2 separate regions of the Mus musculus genome follow, and region 1 is linked to region 2. A link is a contact called in public Hi-C data. All regions are on one chromosome and are shown on one strand. Each heading gives the region's core, a stretch centred on a gene start, on an enhancer-like site or on the middle of the called end of the contact. The rest is flanking DNA. Distances are from core to core; before and after follow the strand shown. Region 1 has its middle 58 kb from the start of Gm22286. Region 2 overlaps Gm31816 (a long non-coding RNA gene).

Region 1 (2,753 bases), core at 72-2,571, 130 kb after region 2:
TACCATGTGAAATGCTCTAAGGCATTATGGAGAGGCAAGACTGTAACTTGTGACGTGTAGACCCCACATAGTTAGGCCCTCTAACTTGCCCCTTGCCTAGTGAAGGCAGAGGAAGACAGAGGAGGAAATGATCAGTTATTCTCTAAAAGCTCAAGGATGGATTCAAAGAACCTCCATTACAAGCTGGCTCCTGATCCATTAATATAGTGCATGGAATAGGAAAAGTGATAAGGATAGGCCAGGCAGGAATAGAAATGTGAACCAAGGCGAAGTCTACCTGGAGAGCTAATTATCCTGTGTACCATAACTGAAAGGCACATGTTTGCACATACATGTACACACTAGCATGTACCCTTACTCATATATGCATGCACATATACACAGAGTCAAGCCCTCCTACTCCACATACACATACTTATATCGTAAGCACACCCACATTACCTGGCCTGTGGAATATCTCCCTGGAAGGCATGTTCATTCCGTTAACCTTCCGTCTTTAACTCCAATGATCTAATCAGAGTCATGGTGTCCCACACTGAGTGCCTCTGAGTCCTGTTTCCTTGTGCTACCTGATCCCTAGTGCTCACAAGAAACCAGTAAGACAGGTCTTGTGGCTTCCCTTCAGAGATATGTTGTCAGAGCTTCATCCAGGCCCACAATCTCTCACCATGCATCAGTAGCTTGTCTTTCTTTCTGAGACTTGAGCTCTTGAGCCCATGAAAATATTTTTGCAAATTTTTAAAGCTTCCTAGAGCAGAGTTGGGCCTAGAAGGGACCAGTCTCACTCGTGCACATTAGACAGCAGCAGGTTAGAGTTAAGATCTACAGTGATGGCCACAAGGCAGCATCCCTTTCTCCTTGCAAGCCGTGGAGCCTTGAGTAACCAAGACCTGGCAGAGGCAATGGGTAAAATATGAATTCTTCCCATCACTATTCTGACAGTTGCCATGTCACAGAACCTCAGCTTTCAAGCTCATCTTAGGGGATAGGGAAACTGATGAACTAGCCCCGGGTTAATGTACCCAGAGATTCAGAAAAAAAAAAAAAAACCCAGTGTCTAGCCACCTCCCAGGCTCCTGTTCTCCATATCTACTACACTGCCTCCCAATCCTGATGGTGCCTCGTAGAAATCTTTTTCCGGTGGGTTTTAATAATTAATTGCCGTGAGCAGATAGGTAGGGTTTGTATAAATGGCACGGTGGAATTTGTTCTGTTTCTCTGCAAATGCTGTAGTTTCCCAATTGTAGAGAGCTAAGTGGGAGCAGGGTGGGATTCCACCTCAGCAGATGGCCTACTTGTGTCCCTGAGGGATTAGCTGGAACAAGAAGCTTAGAACTGCATCTTGAAGATGAGATTCAAGATCCCCTTTGTCCTGGATCTTGCCCTGCTAGGATGGTGTGATTTTATCTTTCTGCGTTCCCTCCTCAAAAGGTCACTGAAGCTTCTTCTTCCTCCACTTTCTGGGTGTTAGGCTGAGGACTGTATCCTTCCTAAGTGGCTATTTTCTTTCCTACTGTATCCCTTTCTTGATTTTTCCCACTCTACACAGAGCTGATTTATAGGCCAACATCGTCCCCTGGGCTGGGCAGAAAAATAGCAAGGAGACAGATTAATGATCCCCTCAGCATTGCTCAGGAAAAGGCCAGCGGAGGAGCAAGAGTGTGGTACAGCAGAGGCTGAAAACACCGGCATCCATCTCCCGTGCGTAGCCCGTAGTGTTGAGCTAAAGCGTGCTCAGCTGTGCTCACCGATGCTTGGAGCAAGAAGGCAAGGCTTGGGATGCAGCTAGCCATCCAATACAACTACGGTTTCCCTTCTTGAGTGGTAGAATGGAGGGTCTGTAGGAGCCATAACATAAAAGTATAGAGAAGGGGCATTGTGCCACATGACAATGCACAGTTACATATATCAATATGGACTATATACGTATTGCTAAGGAACGGCATGAGCTCCTGGTCTTAGCTCCTCCCTGGTGTTTAGCATCAGGCCCAGTGTGTTGACAGGTTCTGTAGTAGAGAAAGAAAAAGAAATATTGAAACCTTTGCAGCCCTGAGTCCCCAGCACGCAGTCCCAGCTCCCTCTGAAGCCCTGATGGACTAGGCTGGCTCCCCTCCTTCCTCCATTTTCTAATTATGACGGGCCCCAGGGGGGCAGAGCAAAGTAGGGAGGGCTGAGAGACAATGCAAGTGGAAAAGGAGGGCAGAGAAAGGAGGGAGGGAAGCAGAGGGGAGGCAGCTGCACTTTCTCTGTTATGGGAAAACCAAGTACACGGCTAGCCATGAAGGTGGCCACGTTGAGAGCAAGCACACACTGATCTCTCTCCTCGAGGCTCTGAGCCCATGAAAATGCCACGCCCATGCTCGGGGAGGATCAGGTCAACAGCAAAGGGAAAGACACGTTAGATCCGAAGTTTCCATAGGAGGCCCATCTGTCTCCACACTATGCCCCGTATGACATCATTTATTGCCCTCCATGAAGGCAGCAGATAGTAGGTGGGGTTGGTCATTGTAGTGTGTGAAGGGGAACCTGAGGTTTTAGGTCAACTTAACTCATGCTGAACATATGAGTCTCTTTGTGTTTAACCTGATACACACTTTATTTCTCTCAAAAGGACTGGCTTCTGCTTCCATTTCTAGGGTTAAAAGGACATTAGTAATAACTTCTTTTAAGTGGCCAGACAAAGATGAACCCAAGGAACTCGCAGGCTTTCAATTTAACTCAACAGATTTTTACTGCAGTTCCTCACATAGGGC
Region 2 (2,898 bases), core at 288-2,787:
AGAGAAGTTGTGGGATTATTTAGGGAGCAGAGAGTGGGCTGATTCTGTAGAACACCCTCTATAAAACACCTCTAAGTTAACTCAGCATGTGTAGAGAAGTACTCATACCTGCTGAGCGTCAACAACATAGTGGCAGCAAGGGCAGCTCCTATGCAAGCAAGGGTCCTGGAATCCCAGGCTGTTCAAACCATGCTGGGAAGGGTGGCCCTTCCCTTCTGTCATGACCAGGTTCAAGTGGTCTAGGGAGCCAGGGCTTCTACCTCATTCTCTAAGGACTTTGTGGGTTATGCTAACCTCAAGGAAGCCTACCTTCTCTGCAGCACACCAGTCCAGGAAGAAAAAGCCCAAACCTGACCCCAGAACCATTACATTTTCGATTCATAACAGAACCCTGAGGTCCTTCTTCCTGACGGCCTATCTTTGTGTCATTACCCCGTCCCCCGCCCCCGACACACACACCTAGACCCCTGGTTGCATACTGCTGACTCGTGACCTCTTCCTGGACCCGACGTCTTCGTGCAACTGCTCCTTTGTAATTTAGTATGCTAGGCAGGCTGCAGCCCTTGCTACCTGGGCATCCCTTTCCACCCAATGCTCTTACCATCCTCCCCAGAAACAGGACCTGCTCTTTCTGAGGGGCCAAGTGGCTCAGAAGAGATTCCAATCCCCAGGCCACATGGCCCACAACGGTGTTCTGCCCATCTACAGGGTGAGAAGGGTGCCCCAGTGCTAGGAACCATGGGAGCCTCTACAAGGGCCTCATGCCTGCCCCCTGCCTGTGCAGCCCCCACCCCCCACTCGGCTCCAGCAACAATGCTGGAGCTAATTTCATTCAATTCTGCTTTAAAATAGAAAACCCAGGAAATAATTACTTCAGTCAGACATTATTTACTTAAGTAATTCTTTACTCAAACGTCTTTAGGCTTTATTTTACTAATACTACATAATTACGTAATTGTGTAATTAGGAAGAAATTAAATGACAAATGTTTGCAGAGAACAAATGGGAAAAAAATAGATCCTTTATTTCCCGGCACGCCTCTGTTCTGTACACTGAACCTTCCCCTCTTCTTGAGGTTCTCCCTCCCCCCTCCCCACCCTCCTCCTCCTCTCCCCACCCTTCCCCTCATGGGCTATCTCTCCCCCCACCCACCTTGTGGAGCATATAGGACACAAAGTACTTGGATAGGTAGCTGCAGTTTTTGGGTTCCCTTAGTCCCAAAGGCCTGTTAGCGTGAACGTGTGTCTCTCCACACAGCCAGGCCAGCCTTCCCATTGGCCACAGAGTCAAGTCCCCTTCCATTTGCTCCTTCTGTCTCTGAGGTGCCTGAGCACCAATTCATAACAGGTCTAAAAGATGGAGAAAAACAACTAAGCAGCCCCAAGCCAGCTCTGCTCTCCTTCACACCTGCAGCTGCCAGTTTCCTGGTCAAAGAGAAGGAAGGATCCAGCAGGTGGAGCCCAGGCTCCCATAGTGCCTGCCTGAAGAGTCTACCCACAGCACAGGCATGGCACGCACAGCGGGACTGAGCTACCCATGGAAGGAAGTCATCCACTCATACACACCACCGCCCCTCCTTCCTTTCTCCAACCTCAGAGGTTGTAGAAGCCAGCAGAGCTCCCTGCAGCCAAAAAGAAATCAATCAATCAACCACCCACCCAAGGCCCACGGAGCCTGTCTTTTGTTCAGGTGTGCTAAGGGGACACAAAGCAGGCAGGCCCCAGCTATGCTCATTAAGACATCAGCTATTTGGAACTTGGATTATAAAACTATGCTATTCACAGTAGAAACTTTTCCTAGGCCAGCTTGCCAGAAAATAAATAAATAAATGAAAGCAAAGTCTCTCTCTCTCTCTCTCTCTCTCTCTCTCTCTCTCTCTCTCTCTCTCCTAAATGTCCTCAGTTTTTAGTAGTGACAGGTAAGTGATGGCCTCAAGGTTGTTGTGGCTCTTGTCCCACCTCTGGCTCTTACAAATCAGAGGCACTAAGGCACTCTTTCACTGTCCCAAATTTTCCAGTTGAATGAGGGAATTCACACCTATGGGGTTGCTGTGAGAATTGAACAGGTCAGTGCAACCAGGCAGTCGGAACAGTGTTAAGCAAGCAGTCCTCGCGACTGTGTCCAAGGTATGGCTTCAAACCCAGCCTTGTGGCCAAGAGACCTTTCTAGACTCCTCATTTTAGGGTCCGTTGTAGAAGAAACACAGCATCTGAAAGCCTTAGAACTGCTTCTGAAAATCTCTCTTACTCTAATAAGGAAAAGGAATATGACTTGCTCTGATGTCCCCTTTTATAATGAAACTATGACAAAGAAATAGAGTGATGGAAACAGATTCACAGCAGCACAGAAGGCGGGTCTTTGGTTACTACCTTAGGGTGGAGTCCAGGGGCTGGAGAAAGAGCTCAGAGGACGTAAACCCATATTGGGCATCCTAAACTCTTTGGAAAGCAGCAGAAAGAAGAGGCTTATGTATTTGACTATCCCAGCTCCCCTCAGGATCTGAAGGAATAGACAGACAGAGTTCCAACATCATCCCCCACACACACACACAAGCCACTTGTCATTGAGGTGACAAACAGTGCTGTCTTTCTGAGCCTCAATTTCCTCAATTATAATCAAGTCTTAGAAAAATCATTAAACTCTCCTTCATGCTATTGGTAAACAGACTGCATAAGACTTTTGCAAAGTGCTTAGTTCAGGGGCCCTGGTTTATACTAGGAATGCAATAGACAATAACTCATTTATTCATTATTATCATTATTATTTTATGGAACTATCACTAGGTCCTGCCAATGAAGTAGCTCTCGGCAGGTGTTAGGCTTGGGAATCTAGGGAAGGGTGGGGATGCTTTGCAGACAACAAGGGTCAAAAAAAAAAGTGGGGGCAGGGTTGGGGAAG

The links. A called contact is a pair of places that touch in the nucleus more often than the background predicts.
Region 1: a Hi-C map of rod photoreceptor shows a contact between it and region 2, with 1.8 times the contacts expected there. The contact joins two enhancer-like sites. A contact is called at or near these places in 3 of 484 Hi-C or Micro-C datasets (embryonic stem cells, nephron progenitors and rod photoreceptor) and 1 of 115 datasets of contacts at active chromatin or transcription factors (pancreatic cancer cells).

Annotation. Positions count from the first base shown.
Region 1 is chr9:47,466,385-47,469,137 of GRCm38.p6, forward strand. No RefSeq gene overlaps it. Among named protein-coding and RNA genes, the nearest start is that of Gm22286, 58 kb to the right of the region's middle. Within about 2 kb of position 1,322, at least 10 of the 459 cell types and tissues checked have an H3K27ac peak or open chromatin away from gene starts, as enhancers often do. A contact at or near this core is called in rod photoreceptor, where this site is marked.
Region 2 is chr9:47,331,609-47,334,506 of GRCm38.p6, forward strand. The region is part of intron 2 of Gm31816 (a long non-coding RNA gene); the gene reads right to left. Among named protein-coding and RNA genes, the nearest start is that of Gm31816, 35 kb to the right of the region's middle. Within about 2 kb of position 1,538, at least 5 of the 459 cell types and tissues checked have an H3K27ac peak or open chromatin away from gene starts, as enhancers often do. A contact at or near this core is called in rod photoreceptor, where this site is marked.